Linked DNA regions of Mus musculus: regions 1 and 2 are each linked to region 3. The links are chromatin contacts, called in public Hi-C and promoter capture Hi-C maps. All regions are on one chromosome and are shown on one strand. The core of a region is the stretch at or near the end of the contact, and the rest is flanking DNA. Distances in the headings are between cores, read along the strand shown. Region 1 overlaps Gm12216 (predicted gene 12216). Region 2 overlaps Slc22a4 (solute carrier family 22 (organic cation transporter), member 4). Region 3 has its middle 13 kb from the start of Slc22a5.

Evidence for each region. Hi-C and Micro-C count contacts between places; a contact is called where the count stands out from the background. Capture Hi-C pulls out chosen DNA fragments and counts their contacts.
Region 1: a promoter capture Hi-C map of adipose tissue shows a contact between it and region 3. The contact joins two enhancer-like sites. A contact is called at or near these places in 2 of 39 promoter capture datasets (embryonic stem cells and stem cell-derived epiblast-like cells), 1 of 484 Hi-C or Micro-C datasets (the N1E-115 cell line), 2 of 115 datasets of contacts at active chromatin or transcription factors (effector CD8 T cells and embryonic stem cells) and 2 of 9 other capture datasets (adipose tissue and liver).
Region 2: a Hi-C map of liver shows a contact between it and region 3, with 2.2 times the contacts expected there. The contact joins two enhancer-like sites. A contact is called at or near these places in 1 of 484 Hi-C or Micro-C datasets (liver), 1 of 115 datasets of contacts at active chromatin or transcription factors (the 230-238 cell line) and 1 of 9 other capture datasets (adipose tissue).

What each region holds. Positions count from the first base shown.
Region 1 is chr11:53,793,492-53,796,191 of GRCm38.p6, reverse strand. The region is part of intron 3 of Gm12216 (predicted gene 12216); the gene reads left to right. Among named protein-coding and RNA genes, the nearest start is that of Irf1, 25 kb to the right of the region's middle. Within about 2 kb of position 1,286, at least 215 of the 459 cell types and tissues checked have an H3K27ac peak or open chromatin away from gene starts, as enhancers often do. A contact at or near this core is called in the N1E-115 cell line, adipose tissue and liver, where this site is marked.
Region 2 is chr11:54,003,050-54,005,749 of GRCm38.p6, reverse strand. It overlaps Slc22a4 (solute carrier family 22 (organic cation transporter), member 4), which reads left to right. Exons shown (of 10, transcript NM_019687.4): 3 at 202-356. Among named protein-coding and RNA genes, the nearest start is that of Slc22a4, 24 kb to the left of the region's middle. Within about 2 kb of position 1,254, at least 63 of the 459 cell types and tissues checked have an H3K27ac peak or open chromatin away from gene starts, as enhancers often do. A contact at or near this core is called in liver, where this site is marked.
Region 3 is chr11:53,902,960-53,905,659 of GRCm38.p6, reverse strand. No RefSeq gene overlaps it. Among named protein-coding and RNA genes, the nearest start is that of Slc22a5, 13 kb to the right of the region's middle. Within about 2 kb of position 1,304, at least 98 of the 459 cell types and tissues checked have an H3K27ac peak or open chromatin away from gene starts, as enhancers often do. A contact at or near this core is called in the N1E-115 cell line, adipose tissue and liver, where this site is marked.

The DNA.
Region 1 (2,700 bases), core at 37-2,536, 110 kb after region 3:
GCCAAGTACACACTCAGTGTGGAGTCCTTATGATGCTCCCTCAAGACTACTATTGCCTCAGGGGCTCTGGTGTCTACAAGTCTTCCCAGACCTTCATGTGACGCTGTGGTGGTGACAGATACCCCGAGTCTGCAGTTTCCAGTCTCTAGCCCCAGGTCATGGAATACTTGGACTGTCTCCAGTATCTACAGGATTCTAGGTTGGGGGTGGGGATTGGTCATGTGGTTAAACCTCCTGTGGCACATTCAACATAGCTCTGTCTCTGCCCCCTTATCTAAACAGCTGGACGTCACGTAGCCCATTCCACAGACACAAGGACACTTGACTCCAGAAGGACCAGAAGAAAAGCCATTTTCATTGCGTCACGTAGGAGCTAAAAGGTTGGGGAAATGAGCGATTTAAAAAAAAAATTTATTAAATTGTGCCTTCGTGTGTGTGTGTGTGTGTGTGTGTGTGTGTGTGTGTGTGTGTGTACCCTGTTGTTACCCTAGCTTAGAGCAGTTATTACTATGAATACATCTCCCAAACACACAGAGCAGGGTAAACATGAGGGGCCTGCCACCTCATCTTCCTTCCAATGTTTGTCTAGGATAGGACAATAGCTTCATTTATTTAATGTGAAGTTAGAAGTCTTAGCAGAGGAAGGTGACAAACTCAAACTGCCAACCGTTTGAACTGTGGCCTGGCCTGGGCTGAAGACGATGTGGCCAGTGCAGATGGTGAGGGCCCAGGGGCAGCCCACTTCCTCCCTCCCTGCCTGCCTCTGCCTGTCTCTGTCTCACCAGCAGGCTTCCCAGGGCTGCAGGAAGTGAGGCAAGGAGCAGACCTTTTGGGTGTGTTTGTGGGGGGAGTGCGGGAGTAGGGGAGTGGGGCATAGACGGTGCAGCTGCCATGTTTGAGGATGGAAGATTGGTCCTCTCTGGGTCCGGACTTCTGAGCTGCCACGGGCTAGTGTCTGCCTTCTTGCCACTAAGCCTGCTCGACATTAGTCTGCAGCAGGCTCTTCTGTCTTGCGACTGAGTGCCACGGTCTTGATGGTCCAGGGAGACAGGAAGGGGGAGAGTCGAGTCTTCTCTTGGAGGAAATGCAGCTGTGGTTTTGAGACGTTCATAGTGCTGAGCTGTGGTTGGTGTTTCTCAGGGTTCTCAGAGGTGAACGCACGGTCAGCCCCGTGTCACCAAATAAGGTTCACAGTGACCCTAGCAACAGTCTTCACTGCCCATTGGCTGCCGCGGCTGCCATGAGAGGCGGGCTGCTGTTTCCACATGCACAGAGGTTCCTCTGCCTGAAATCATTGCCCTTCAGAGCACCGCAGAAAGGGACCGTGTTATGAACAAAGGTGGACAAGCGGGGGTGGGGTGGGGCGGGGCGGAACTCTGCCGGCCCTGTGAGTTTCAGAGTCCAAACCTCCTGAATCATCACACAGATACTGACCAACACCATCTGTGCAGTGGCCAGAGCCCAGCTTGCGGAGACAGGCCCTCTACCCCCTGCCCGGGCTTCCAGCCTGAACTCCACAGTAGTTACCATTTTGGTTCAGCTCATTTTCCTTTGTGCCAGGCACTGAGCTAGACTCTTTCTATATGAGATGCCTTTGAATCAGTAACCCTGTTACCCCTCTTTTATACAGAAACCGAGGCTGAAGAAAGTAAGGACTGACCCAAAGTTATAAGTCACACTTTAATCTCAATTTAGATAGCTCCAGATCCCATGCTGTTGGCCACTGTACTGTACCGAGTGTCTCTGGCTCAGCCACTCAGCGTTCTGACATAAGGGGGATTAAGATGAAGTCTGCACATGTGACGTATGCCTGGGGAACCTGGTGCCAAGCAGTAGATTGTCTGACTATATATATACATACATACACACATACCTCAGCAGGGTGACCTGGGCATCCCCCCAACAGGCCTCCCAAGGGTCCCACATGGTCCTCCAAGGAGTATGCTGCTCAAACATTGAGGTTTGGGAACCAGATTCCGCTGTGCCTCTCTCTGGTATTTGGTCTCCACTTCCTCTTCTGGACTTCTTCCCATCCCCCACCCAACTGCACCACCAGTGTGAGGAGCAGACAGAAGGCCACCAAAGAGGTGCTAGCCTGTGGGAGCCAGGGGAAACAGGACTGGCAGGCCAGGCCGAAGGGTTCAGAAAGGAAAGAGTCAAAGTAAAAGAGCAGCCATTCCTCCTCTACCCAGACAGCGCTGCTGCGGGGTTAGAGCACCGCCTCCCTAAGGACCACTTTCTAGACCAAAAGTAAAACTGAAGAGGCTGAGGCCTGGCTCAGTGCTAGGAAGCACTTGCTGCTCTTGCAGAGGACGCAAGTTCCTTCCCAACATCCACAACTGCTTGTAACTTCTCTTGTGGCCTCTGTGGATACACGCACATGTACATGCATGCACGTGTGCGTGCGCGCACGCACACACACAAATAAAAACTTTATATATATATATTTGGGAGAGGCAGTGAGATAGCACTGATTAAAGGCATCAGCCACCAAGCCTGATGATAAATTCTATAGCTGGTACCTACACGGGAGGAGAAGAGAACTGACTTCCACCTGTCCTCTGATCTCCACATGTATATGCCATGGCACAATCTCCTACACCCTGACAAAAATAAATAAATAAATGCAAAGAAAAAAATTTAAGATGAAAATGCAAATACCTTATAATTTCAAAGTCCCACTCCTCCGAATCTTTTCTT
Region 2 (2,700 bases), core at 5-2,504, 100 kb before region 3:
GCAAGGCTTGGTACCTCGGAAGGTAGTTCCTGGGCAGACAGATGCTCCTCCAGGGAGGAGGCTGGCAGAATGTCACAGGGGAGGACAAAGGGAAACCAAACATACATCTGCCTTAGTGCTGACACAAGACAGAGCCTACAGTGAGGCTAGGCTTGGTGTTACAACTGACCCTGGCTTACAGTGTTATGCTGTGTCCTCTAGGTTTGGCAGGAAGAAAGTCCTCTTTGCAACCATGGCTGTGCAGACTGGATTCAGCTTCGTGCAGATTTTCTCAACCAACTGGGAGATGTTCACTGTGTTGTTTGCCATTGTGGGCATGGGCCAGATCTCCAACTACGTGGTGGCCTTCATACTAGGTAGGAATGACTTCTGGGTTTCGATGTCCCTCCTTGCAACCCTGTGAAAGGCCAGGGAGGAGGGCGCCATAGAGTGTGTATCCAGAGTGTCCTCAATCTTGTGTGTGTGTGTGTGTGTGTGTGTGTGTGGTGGAGGAGGAGGCTGCAGCTTTGAGCCAGTCACAGCAGGACTGGAGCTCACAGGAGGCCATCAGTATTGGGCCAGAATATGGCCAAATACAAGAGCTTGACCTAGGCAGAAGTAGCCACACAACAGCAGAGACACATTCTCAGGAGCAAGGAGTGAGGGACGGGAGGTCCTGGGGGAGAGACAACAGAGGACATAAAGCCCTCGAGCTGGGCTGTGAAAGCAGAAGGCTGGTGGCCTACAAAGCAACTTAGTGGGGTCGATGTGCCATATACAGAGGAAGGAAAGGCACTTGCTAGGTGGCAGGATTTTGTCCCACCTGGGCAGAGCTGCTCTGGCCTGCTTCTGAGCCCACACCCAGAGCATATGAGCTCCACACAGGACAGCTGTGCCTCTCTGATAACAGTCCTACTGTTGGAAGGCCAAGCTGAGGGAGGGCAAGCCATCAGTTCCTAGGCCTTGGGGAGGCCCTAGACACTCTCCAGCTTCTCTGGAGGAGGAAATGAGGTGAGTTTCATAGAAGTTGTTCAGGGGTGCTCTGAAAAGTGTGATTCCCACCACCTAACACCCCCTCATTATGAAAGGAGGTGAGGTAGTATACCCACAGCATAATAAACACAAAGTCCTATAATACTTAGAACAAGCATTTTAGTTGGCCCCAAATTATCACAGTCTTTTCCCATTGTTCCAGCTTAACTATTGATCGTGCTCTATCATAGAGGTCGAATAGCCTTTCCTACACCTGGCTATGTAGTTCTGATTGCTCTCAGGAGTTTGTGACTCACTGGCCTTAGCCGTGTTATGTTGTGTTAGCCAAATACATGCACACCCTCTGTCAGGTTGCCAAGGTGGAATTGTCCAAATTCCATTCCTTTAATTATTGGTGAATGGCCTCTTGCCACGGGCCCAGCCTCGTGTCTGAGGGAAGAGGACTCACAGGAAGGGATAGTGCAAGCAGGAGACACAGGGTTCCGCGTGGCTCAATAAGCAGCCCTCCATTAAGCAGGCCCTGGCATGAGGAGCGAGGTTCTCAGCCTTCCGAGGAGGATGAGGAGAGCGACAGGAGTTTTTCTGAGGTTATCTGTGAAGATGCACACATGTTCTCAGGAGACAGAGACAGGAGAATGATCAGTTTTAGGATAGCCTGGGCTATGTAGCAATACCATGTCTCTTAAAAGCAAAACAACAACAACACTTCACCATAACAAATATTATTATGTCTGTAGAGAGCAGAGACGTTTGTGTAGAAAGAAAAGAGCTGCAAGCAGTAAGTGATGTAAGACCTGGGAAGGGTGGGACGTGAGGGTCCCTCTGGATGGGAGGACAAAGTCAGAGCAGCCCCGGCTGGGAGCAAGGAGTGGTCTATGCCAGACAGCCTCATCCTCTGATGCATTTTACTTATTTAACTTGTGTCTGTCTGTCTGTCTGTATGTATGTATGTATGTATGTATGTATGTATGTCTCTATGTGTCTGTGTTTGTCTATCTGTGTGTCTATCTGTCTGTCTCTGTGAGTGTTTATGTATGCATAAGTATGAGCTCAGGAGTGTGGGCAGGTTAATGCAGAGGGAAACACTGGATGTCCTTCACAATTGCTCTCTGCCTATTTTTCTAAATGAATGTTTATTTTGTATGAGGAAAGGGGGTGCATGCAAGCCATAGCACACGGGTGAAAAGCAGAGAACTAGTGGGACTTCATTTTCTCCTCCCACCACGCTGGGCCCTGGGAGTCAACTCAGCTGACCAGGACTGGCACTGAGCCAGCCAGCTGGCCATTCACCTTATTCTTTGGCATAAACTTACATTAAACTTGGAGCTCTCAGGTAACTTACCCCAGAGGCCTCCTGTCTCTGTCCCATCAGCACTGGGTTCTCAGGCGTGTTCCACAGTGCCCAGCTCTTTTAAGCGGGTCCTGGGCATTTGAGCTCACATCCTCATCCTTGTACTGCAAGCACTTTATCCACAGGCCCAGCCACCCAGCAGCAGCCCCAGCCCCCTCAAGTACCACAGCTCTGGCACTGCCTTCCACAACCCTCCTTCCCACGTGGCCATGGCCTCGAGTGCAGGGTAGAGAAGAAGAGGGCCAGGTCAAGGGTGGGCAGGAGCTTAGGTGTGTCAGGCCAACAGTTAACAGAGAAGACTGCACTCACAGGGCTCGCTGTCTGCTTGGGTCCACCCTTCTCATTCTAGCGGGCTCGGAGGGAAACTGCTAACATTA
Region 3 (2,700 bases), core at 55-2,554:
CATTTCTCCTTCGTGGCCCTTGCAATGTGTCAGTCATTTGTTCCAGAGGATTTTTTGTTGTTGTTGATTATAAGGGATGACTACTTGCTGCTGACATTGGGGCATTGTTGTTGGGGACCCAAGAAAGCTGGGATGCTAGCCAAGGCCAGGAAGAGCAAGCCTTCAAGAAGAGACTTCCCCGGTGCCTCTTCTGGTCTGCAGAGGGTCATTGTCCCTGTGCCTGATGTATGTGTGTGCTTCCTTACTCCTGGGAAAGGCCTTTCTTAGCTGTTCTTTCAGTCTTCCCTGTGTACCTGTTGCCCTTGACTTTTTCCTACCTGTAAGTTCTTTAGCTGGGAGAGAAAGTGAACCAGACCAAGACCCCTAGACAGTAACAGCACTAGCCTAGCCATGCCACCATTTTACACACACACACATCTACACATATCTGTGTTTGTATTTGATAGTGAGGATCAAACCCAGGGCCTCATATATCCCAAGTACATACTGTATCACTGAGAGCCCCCAGATATCTTCCATTTCACCCATTTTTCTCTCTATGGATGCCACACAGTTCAGAGCACCAGAAGCTCTTGCCTGTGTTGCTATCATGGCTTCCTAACCAGTAGGCCTGTCTTCCTTCTTGTCAATTGTAATGGTTAACAGTGTAGGGGCATTCTACACTGTTGCCTTTAACATCTGTTAGGGTTTTCTACCCTGCTTCAGACCATTTAGTCCCCAAATAAAAGACACAGAAACCTTTAGATTATAATAAGCTTTAAAGCACTACGCTGTCTTGTCTGCTTCCCCACCACAATCCCCATAAACACTTGCATCTGCCCCATTTGCACCGTTCCTGATTCATCAGACCAGCCCTCGTGGCCACGTGCTCATGATCCACCCCATGGTGGCTGCCTTCTCCTCCCCCTCTCCTCACTCTCTTCTCCCTCGTGGTCCCTACCTGAGCCCCCCAGCCTGTGAACCCTCACTCCAGCTCCCTCTCTTCTGTCCAGCCCAGGCTGTAGACATCTTTATTAACCAATCAGGAGCAACTTGAGAGGCAAAGTTTACACAACAAAAGCTAGCGTACGTGGGAATTCGCTCTTCTTCGGTCAAGCAGACCTTGGGGTACAGAATCTAACATTTGAATACGAAGAAGCACCAGACCAACCTCAACGGTCAGTTTCTCACACCACACACACACACACACACACACACACACACACACACACACACACACACTTTGGACTGACTACAGGCACTCCCAGGTGCTTTTCTTCTCCTGCCAGCATGCGTGACCTCTGCCCCAGGCCTGCTCGATTTGATTGCTGTGTCCCTGCCACGCCTCCCTTCCGTGACCCAAACATTCCAGACACTTCCTCTACCGTACACTCAGTTCTCATGCTGTTCTTTTGCTCGGCACATTCCTTCGGGTCTTTGCAGGAGCCGTTCCTTTTCTTCCTTGTCGCTCAGCTGGAGACAACACCTTCTAGAACAGTTGTACCCCTCACCATTCACTGTAAAGGCAGACGCTTCCTTCATCAGCCTCCTGTCTTGCTCATTCTTGACACTGGACTCTGTGTGAAATCTCTGCTTACTCTTATTGTAAGCGTAAGTGTATTGTATGCCTCCTACCTGGCAACTCCAATGTGAGTGTCCAGAGAATAAATATCACATTTCTCAATCAATTCCCAGAGACCATGAGTGCCCTGCAGTAGCCTATTCAGACCTTGTCATTGCCAGGAATCAAATTACGTGAGTGACTCAGTGTTCCTGCTGTGTCTGTCCCACATAGGCACCAAACTTTGGGGAGACTCATCTTTCTTTTATGCGTTTATTTGTCTTTGTCTTGTTTTGTTTTCGTGTATGAGAAAGGACCCCAGTATAAGTCAGGGAGGGAGGAAGACAACATATGCTCACCCTTTAGTGCAGAGAGATGGGAGGATAAGAGGGTAACCCTCATAAGGAGGAGCAGGGGATGTCATTTAAGGCTTAAATCATCTCTGAAAAATGCTGGAGGAGTCTCAGAGGAAAGCAGAAGCAGCCTTTTCATTGAGGTCTTCTCCACTTACGTGTCCAGAAGCAGGGACCACAGCCATTCTACTTCTCCCTCGGGGTCACCCTCTTCCTTGTACAGATAAGAGTGCTGCAAAGCTCGAAAGGCAGAGATCCACTTATGTGGGTTAAAAGTCAGCATTTCCAGGAGCGGCTGAGCTCCAGTCCTCCATCTCCGGCACCACTGACTGCGCCAGCTAAGGCCCTCTAAGGGAAAAGGTTCCCCTGGACAGGACTACCTCAGGAGGCCACTCGTCTTCCGGAGGCAACTCAATTTGATCAAAGATTTTGCCCAACTGGTCTGCTCCAGAGTTTGCACAGAAGAGAGGCTTTCCACAAAACACTTCTTCAAAGATACAGCCAGTGCTCCATGCTTACACAATTGTTGCTTTTCTGGCTTCAGGTCTCTGTGAATCACTCTATTGGCTTGAAGAAAATCTAGCCCTTTTCCCTTTCTGCCCGGTACCACCATGCCATCCAGACTGAGGAAGACCCGGAAGCTCCGGGGTCACGTGAGCCACGGCCAGGACCGCATCGGTAAGCACTGCAAGCACCCAGGAGGCTGCGGGAAGGCTGGATCCATGCATCACCGCAGGATCAACTCTGACAAATATCATCTAGCTTACTTTGGGAAAGTTGGCACTACCACTCAAAGAGGAACCAGAG